2 separate regions of the Hordeum vulgare genome follow, and region 1 is linked to region 2. A link is a contact called in public Hi-C data. All regions are on one chromosome and are shown on one strand. Each heading gives the region's core, a stretch centred on a gene start, on an enhancer-like site or on the middle of the called end of the contact. The rest is flanking DNA. Distances are from core to core; before and after follow the strand shown.

Evidence for each region. A called contact is a pair of places that touch in the nucleus more often than the background predicts.
Region 1: a Hi-C map of seedling shows a contact between it and region 2, with 4 times the contacts expected there. The contact joins the promoter of LOC123443896 here to the promoter of LOC123443895 in region 2. A contact is called at or near these places in 3 of 6 Hi-C or Micro-C datasets (leaf and seedling) and 1 of 1 datasets of contacts at active chromatin or transcription factors (embryo).

The regions. Positions count from the first base shown.
Region 1 is chr3H:373,540,747-373,544,766 of MorexV3_pseudomolecules_assembly, forward strand. It overlaps LOC123443896 (probable polygalacturonase), which reads left to right and starts at 2,627. Exons shown (of 6, transcript XR_006630874.1): 1 at 2,627-3,354; 2 at 3,800-3,920.
Region 2 is chr3H:372,944,721-372,949,186 of MorexV3_pseudomolecules_assembly, forward strand. It overlaps LOC123443895 (ATP-dependent zinc metalloprotease FTSH 9, chloroplastic/mitochondrial), which reads right to left and starts at 1,259. Exons shown (of 17, transcript XM_045120441.1): 1 at 616-1,259. The coding sequence starts at 1,109.

The sequences.
Region 1 (4,020 bases), core at 1,377-3,876, 600 kb after region 2:
CTCTTGCTCCTGCTGCTCCTGGGCCCCTACCAAGTTCAGGGCATTTTCTTTTGTTGTGCCCTGGCTGCTGGCACACACTACAATGCCCCACAATGCCATGTCTACTCATCCTAGTACCATTCTCTTCCTCTAGTGGGTTCTTCTTCCTTTTTTTCCCAGGCCTCCCAACTTGCTTCTCATATTTGGGTGGTGCCATTGGAGGGCCATTAGTTTTAGGCCACACCCTAGGATCACTACATGGCATTATGACTTTGCCATAAGCTGCTTTGAAAGCATCAATGCTGTAGCACTTGTTGACAACTGCCTCTGGTTTAATTCTTTCATATCTTAAACATGCCACTCCATGTCTGCATGGAATTCCAGAGAGCTGCCAGGCCCTACATGAGCACTCTTCCTTCTGTATGTTCACCTCATATTCCCCAATCATGCCCTTCACATGAAAGATATGTTGCCCAGCAGGCAAAGCTGTGCAGTTGTTGGACATGTCAATGTTTTTGTTCAATTTCTTTCTAATTTTGGGACAAATAGAACCACACATCTCCTCAGCTTCCACATTTTTGCTATAAAACCTAGTCATTAACTGGTCCTTGATCTTCTTAAGCGCAGTCACAATGGGCAGTTCTCTAGCATCAAGCATATATCTACAGTGGGAACAAATAAAATGAGATGCTACATTTTAGAGAAATTAGATGCTACATTTTAGAGAAATTAGATGATGTAGTTAGTACTTACTTGTTAAACACTTCCAGGATTGGACCTTCTAACTTCAGCTGCAAAGTCCCAAAGCATATTGTACTGTTCCAGTTCATCTCCGTGTATCAGCTTCAGTGCAAATCTTCTTGCTCTTGCTAGCTTGCTTCTAGTAGGAAGCATATTGTAGTCCAACTGAACTAGCCTTCCAAAGTTCTGCAATGACATCTTCTCATCTGCTCTGAATGTCTCCACATACCTGGCAGCTAGATATTTTGCTGTTAATTGCTTCAGTGCCCACTCTCTTTCACATGTATGTTCTCCCACATACTTCTTCACAACCCAAGAATTTGTCCTGCTATCAGGTGCAGCAAATAAGAACCAGGGACAATCACCAACACAGCCAGCCCTAACCCTCTGCTTATCATTTTTAATGTATTGTATTTGCACTCTTTGTTTCACAATGTACTCTTGAATTGCTGCCCTCAATTCTGTCACTGTCAAGAACACCATGCCTATGTGAAAATTCACTTCCTTCATATTCTCTGGCCTCCACCTTTTGAGCTTCACTTTCTTCTTCCTTGTTTTCCTTCCTTGAGCATCAACTACTTCCACTTCTTCTGCTGAATCACTCTCTTCAAGCTCTGAATCTTGCAACTCTTGCAGCTCATCAGATTCATAGTCACTGTCCTGCTCCAATTTGGATTTCTTCTTTTTCTTCTGCTCAAACTTGTCATCCACCCATTCTTCATAAAGATCATCATCATCTTTACCTACTTCATTGTCAGAGTCAACCCAGTCCGAATCCCACTCACTGTCATCACTGTCACTTTCCTTTTCATTACAAATTTCTTCTTCTACCACAAGCTTTCTCCTACTTCTTCTGAGCTCATGACCAACAATTTGTGCCATTGGTGGAACACTGCTACTGCCTACATGGCTGCTACCTCCATGACACTGGTTCAGATTGCCTTTCTGAGCTTTGACCTTAAACCTAGGACTGCCCCTAATTCCAGTATTAAACTGAGGAGACTTAGGGCATAGTACAGCAGGAAGATCAGGTGTACCACTAACATGAATGTCATCAATTGCATTGTCAAATGTCATGTCTTTATGGTCCACAAACAACTGAAAATACTGAAATTTTGGAACAACTGCTGTCATGTGCAATGTGTCAGTGTCGCAGTCCACAATCCGGAGACCATCAGCTAGATTTTTTCCAGGGAGCAACCAATACAAAGTGAAGTTCGATTGGTCACTGTATCCTAATTGTTGCATAAAATCAGTGAGCCAGAGAGGAGACCATGTACCTACTTCACATCCATCAAACACAGCATCTTTGCCATCAACATATGACTTTGACATGCCAAATCCGCAAAAAAACCATCATAATTGATTTCTACACTGAAAAGCTCCTCTTGTGGTCCTAGATTGCAAAGGATTCGGTCACTGATTAGGGTTACGAGCACCTAACAGGGGAGAGATTGGGATTAGGGTTAGGAGCTGTTACCATATCGCGGAGGAGGATCTCCGGGTCGCCGTAGATGTGGCGCCATCCTAGCGTCGCCGTCGCCGCCACCGCCGTCAATCCCCTGTTTTCGCCGGACAGGGAGATGGAGAGGTGTGGGGAAAAGGAAGAGGGACCGCGATAGAAAGTGATTTAGGGTTACAGGTGTTTTTTGCAAATATACACGACCGGTCGCTACCCCGCCCGGGCCCTCTGGTGTCGATGTGGCACTGGTCAGCGGCGGTCAGACGAGATTAGGACCTCGGATGAACAACTTAAAAAGATATGGGACTCAGATATGCATTTTGAAAGAATTAGGACCCAAGTGACACTTTCAGAAAAGAATTAGGACCGCGCTTGCATTTAACTCAAAAAAAATCTTGGAGGGGAGGAGAGGGGAGGGGTGCCGATCCACCACGCCGACAAACATACGCCCTATACACGACGCATGTCGGTCTCCGCACCGGACCGGCCGGCGTCGTCACTGCCCTCAACGCACATGCGCGTGCGAGCTCCCACTCCCACCCCCGTCCCCCATCCCCCTTCCCCTTCTTCTCCGCTCTACTCTTCCCCTTGTCTGTCTCCCCGCCAAGCATATACAATCTCGCAAGTCGCAACCATAGATCGGTTATTAGTTTATTACCCTCCACGTGAATCCACGCGGAAAATTGCCCGCGGCAACTTTTCCGGCGGATTTGGTTTCCCTTTCTGCCTTGGCATCCACTCCTTGCTGGGTGAGTGCACCTCAGCTTCTACTCTAGTCTAGATACAATATTATTCTACAAAGACGAGGAGATCGATCCAAGATGCTATACATGGCGCCAAAGTGGCGGTGCCTGCTGGTCGTGGCCGCGGCCATCGCCGCGGTGCTGTCGGCGGCGGGCGGCGCCGGGGCGCAGGAGACGTGCTCGGGTGCGGCGCCGGCGCCGCCCAAGCGCGGGGCCTGGATGTCCATTGCCAGCTTCGGCGGCGCAGGCGACGGCCGCACGCTCAACACGGCGGCGTTCGCTGCCGCCGTCGCCAGCATCGCGCGCCGACGCGCGCGGGGCGGGGCGCTGCTCTACGTGCCGCCCGGGGTGTGGCTCACGGGGCCCTTCAGCCTCACCTCACACATGACCCTCTTCCTCGCGCGCGGCGCCGTTATCCGCGCTACGCAGGTCACACCTCCTGCTTCCCTCTCCCGACCGCCATTGTTCGTGTGGCCTATTAACGGATCTTCACCAAATATTGCAGAATGCAGAGTATTCATAATAGTAGCTTCCAGTTTCCTTGTTCTGTTACTATTACTATATAAGATAACAAATTGTTTCGTTCAGATTTCAGATCTCTTGGGTTCTAGCTTAATTCAAAGAACAGGAAAACATGGTCTTTATGGTTTGCCATGTCTCAGGGTGGTTTATTAGAGTTGAAAAACAACACATTGGTCTTGATGTTTCACTCTGTTAGTGTTATATTCCCGTGTTGCCACTTGCGAGAGACGATTTCTTAGTTGACATGTGACCTATGTCTTCTCATCTTCTATCGATGTCTAGCTCATCCAGTTATGGGTGATGTAGAGGTAAAAAACAGTTGGATATCTTTGTGAAATCTTTTTTTTAGCAGGACACATCTAGCTGGCCGCTGATCGACCCGCTGCCCTCATACGGGAGAGGGCGCGAGCTGCCCGGCAAGAGATACATCAGTTTGATCCATGGCAATGGACTTCAGGATGTTTTCATTACAGGTTCTCATTCTGCATTATTAAATTTATCATACTTGATTTGGCTAGTGACATCACCATGGGGTTTATCGTAGAATGTCTCAGCCTGTTATACTGAAGTAAA
Region 2 (4,466 bases), core at 9-2,508:
AACAAAAAGAACAAGTAACCCATTCCAATTAATTGCTACTCCATTTGTACCTAAATGTAGGACGTTTTGGCAGTTCAACGTCTTGCATTTAGGAACAGAGGGTGTATTTTAGTACTAGTATCAAAATATAGCAGGAAAAGTACATTGTACATTGTTCCACATCACATATGAATGACAGCATTATTTAGGTACCATCAAACCAAATGCCACTGAATTCGGCTATTTAGCTACAAATTTCATGATTTCCTAGATTTGAGATTCAGCAAGGCAATGATCCACCAAATGAATTGTCAATCACTGGTCATATTCAGGTTGAACTAGTGAACGTATTGACCAATGAACTTGATTGTACTAATATTAAATCGGTAAAAAGGAACATATTTATCAAGGATCCAATCCATTCAACATCAGAAAAGCTAGAATCAATGTCTTGTTAAAACTTTGTTGCCACCGTGTTATTAAGTAAGTCGATAGTCCAGCCCTATGGATTAGCAAGTAATCCCCTGATACTCAGCCACCAAGAAACACATTTTCCAAATGTCCCCAAAGCAGCGCCCATTTGAGTTGACTCGTCAGAAAACAGCAAAGAATTGTTCTCGTCGGCGAAAGGCGCACCTAAACTTGTTGAGCTCGTGGAGCAGCGCGCTCTGCTTGGCAGGGTCCTTGGGGTCGGCGTCGGCGTCATCGATCAAGCGCTGCAGGCGGCGGTCGGGACGCCAGAACGGCCACCAGCTCATCCAATCGCCAGACACCACCCAGTCGAAAAACCTCTTTACCGCGTCGACCACCGCGGCCGCGAAAGCCACGGCCCAAACCCTAGCCTTATCCACCAGGTCCTCCAGCTCCTCCTTCCCGTCGCGGGCAGCGGAGCCCGTCTCGACCTCCGCCTCCGGAGCGGCCGCCCCCGCAGCCGCGGCGGGAGGCTCGGGAGCGGGAGAGGGTGGAGTCTGGGGGCCGTCGGCGGCCAATGCGCGGAGGGAGAGCGGGGGGCGGCGGTGGTGGCAGGAGCGAGGGAAGGAGACGGAAGCGGGGGCTGGTGGCGGCCGGCGGCGATGGGGCAGGGGCGAGGGGAGAGCGCGGAGGAGGAGGGAGGCCTGGAGGGCGCTCATGGCGGTGGCGGCGGCGGTGGAGCGGGCGGCCGGCGCCGGCGAGGTGGGAGACGCGTGAGTCGTGACTTGCCGGGGAGGGAGGGAGGGAGGGGTTTCCCTGGGAGCGTTTTCTGTTTGTGTTGTTTTCCTTTTTCACTTCTCGGTGGGCTCCGTTTCGATTCTAGTGGACACGAGGAGTAGCCTTATCGCCAGCGAGCACACGGAGGCGGTTCGGTCGTTGGCAGCACTCACGCGGAACCGTTGGTTCGGAGGCGAGCGACGTGGACGGACGGCTCAGCTTCAAGGGCGATGTCGTCGATGGGACTCCTTGGCCTCGTGGTCGTGGGCTCTGGGTCGGTGCTGGATTTGAGCTCGGCTTGCCACTCTCCTTCAAGCAAGGGACCAGATTCTCTCTCTCATGCACGCATGGACAAAGCAACATATGAAGAAACGAAAATCTGCTCTCAAAGGAGAGGGAACTCCAAGAGCAACTCCAATTTTGCGTGTCCGTTTGGATCATCGCAGACACAAAATACAGCCCGAAGCATCGATTTAGGCGGATACGCGTTCGTTTTTGTCCGCCCGCGTCCCATTCCACGGTTAAATTTGGATCGGATTAGTGTGACCGCGGACACGGGACACACGTGCGGGACGTCCGCCCTTCTCCTCCGCATGGCCCGTTCGTCGATGGCACAACGCCACTATTTCCCTTCAATTTCCCAAAAACCTCCCGCCCACTCGCACGTTATGGACGACAACGCGTCGACCATCAACGCCGCTACAGGCCTTGCCTCCGGCGGTCCCGTCTCTGTCAAGGATGGATGCAAAGGACCGGTGACGACCAGGAAGAAGAAGGTTTTGACGCCTGAGGAGCGCACCGTCCAATCGGCGAGGAGGAAGCACCGCCGGCATGAGCAAGAGGCCAGGGAGGAGGCCGCGGCCGCATCCAGCATCACCGCCGCCATAAATCGGGAGGCCGAAGCCGCGAAGAACCACCAGATCATCGCTGCCGCCATGAGGCAGACCCTGCCATGCTAGGGTTGAACCGAGGCCGACACGGGCTCGTCGATGTCGTTGTGTCCGCGGCCAGCACCAATGCATCGTTGCCGCTATCGTCGTGCATCTCCACCGCGTCACAGGGGCAAGGCTTCGAATGGCATCACCCGCAAACCTCCCGGTTGTCCAACTCTACGGGCTTTGGTTCGCCGAAGGTGACCATGGCCGTGCCTGCCACGCTTGTGCTGCGGCCATCGATCTCAACGCGATGCTTATGAGGGTGGATCGTCCTCTGGGGGTGCGTGCAAACGGCCTCGCTAGCTCCCAGCCGACGCCCTGGGGAACACCCGCAACCTGTTCGATAGAATGCGATCTCCAGAAGATGAGGCCAACCGCATGTTCATGGAGAGCCTCGTCTATGAAAGTGGTGGCGACGGCATTCCCTTTGATCCCTATGAGACTCAAAGCTAGGATGGTCGCACCCCTTTCATGACCGGGCACGATGGCATTGGGTACCCGTTTGGTGAAGACATGGTCGATCCCCTCATGGAGGACCAACTCGGCTTGGGCAGCTCTTTCCCGTTTGGTCATGAGTTCCCGCAAGTCTAGGGCCTTGATGAAGAGGATGAGGAAGTGGACATCGATGTAGAGCCATTGTTCGATGAGCTCCCCGCCCAAGGCAATGCAAAGAAGATGCGGAAGAGCAAGCGAACCAAAGAATACACACAAAATGAGGAGAAACTCCTTTGTGAATGTTGAAAAGACGAAGGGCAAGGAATATGTGCTTAGACCAATGACCCTAAGGCAAGTCATCATCGACAAACAAAATACATCCCATCATGGAGACAAAAGTGAGAGAGCGAACCATCTAAAAGAGAGTGAGCGCCAACCTGAGTGATTCCATGATGAGAGACAAGAGGGATCTAGTTCTTTTAGCCACAAAAAGAGACTTGAGGGATGTGAGTGGGAGCCCATCACCCATTCTTCACTTTGTACTTGTGTGCAAAGATGAGGTCGTAAGGACTAATGCTTCACAACATCTACCTCTTGTGTTGTCTCGTCTATTGCAGGAATTCCAAAACGTCTTTCCCGACGAGCTACCTCCGGGACTACCACCAAAACGAGGGATTGAACATCGCATCGACCTCATACCCGGAGCACCGCTTCCTAACAAGGCACCTTACCGCGTCAACCCCGACGAGACCAAGGAGATACAAAGGCAAGTTCAAGAACTCCTAGATAATGGGCATGTACGTGACAGCCTAAGTCCTTGTGCGGTTCCGGTAATTCTTGTTCCTAAGAAAGAAGGTAGTATGCACATGTGTTCGGATTGCCGCCCCATAAATGCTATCACCATTCGTTATAGACATCCTATACTTCGCCTTGATGATATGCTAGATGAACTTAGTGGTGCCACTATATTTTCCAAAATTGATTTAAAAAGTGGTTACTATCTTATACACATACAAGAAGGTGATGAGTGGAAAATTGCGTATAAAACCAAATTTGGTCTATATGAATGGCTAGTGATGCCTATGGGCTTATCCGAAGCACCAAGTACTTTCATGCGTGTCATTCATTATGTCTTGCGCCATCTCGTAGGTGATTGTGTTGTGGTATACTTTGATGATATTCTTGTTTTTAGCAACACACTACAGGAGCATGCTAAACATGTTAGGGAAGTATTGCAAGTCCTTAGAAATGAACAACTTTATGCAAACATGGAAAAATGCACTTTTGGTGTTGACAAGATTGTTTTTCTTGGATTTGTAGTATCTTCTAAGGTTGTGCACGTTGATGAAACTAAAATTAGTGCTATTAAAACTTGGCCCAGACCCCATGAATTTGCAACAAGTGCGTAGTTTCCTTGACCGAGTCGGCTTTTACCGTCGCTTTGTTAAGGATTTTAGCACCATTGCATCTCTTATACATGCTTTGAGCAAGGAAAATGCACCCTTTGTTTGGGGACCATCGCAAGACACCGCTGTCGGCGTTCTCGGAATGGGGGTACCCAGACCTGCCTGCGTGCGGTCCACGACTGGCCACTTCATCAATGCAAGATCGGCTGGAAACAACACCGCCCTGAACAAGGCCCTCGCGAGGGGTCAAGCCTCACGAGGAAGAGCAACATCAAGACCCGCAGGGGGGCTCCTCAGGACCCCTCCGGAGCGGCTGATATTTCAAGGCAAGGCCAGGCCTCAGGAGTCAAGGGTGACGCCATGGAAGGACATGCGAGCAGCAGATGCCAGGACGGGGCAATTCCCCCTTTAGTGCAAAAGAGGAAGGAGCGTACCAGGGCCCCAAAGGCATCTTCCAAAGGTTTCCCTTTCAGTGCAACAAGACCACGGCCGCCCGCCAGCAGGATGAGCGTTATCCCTGCGC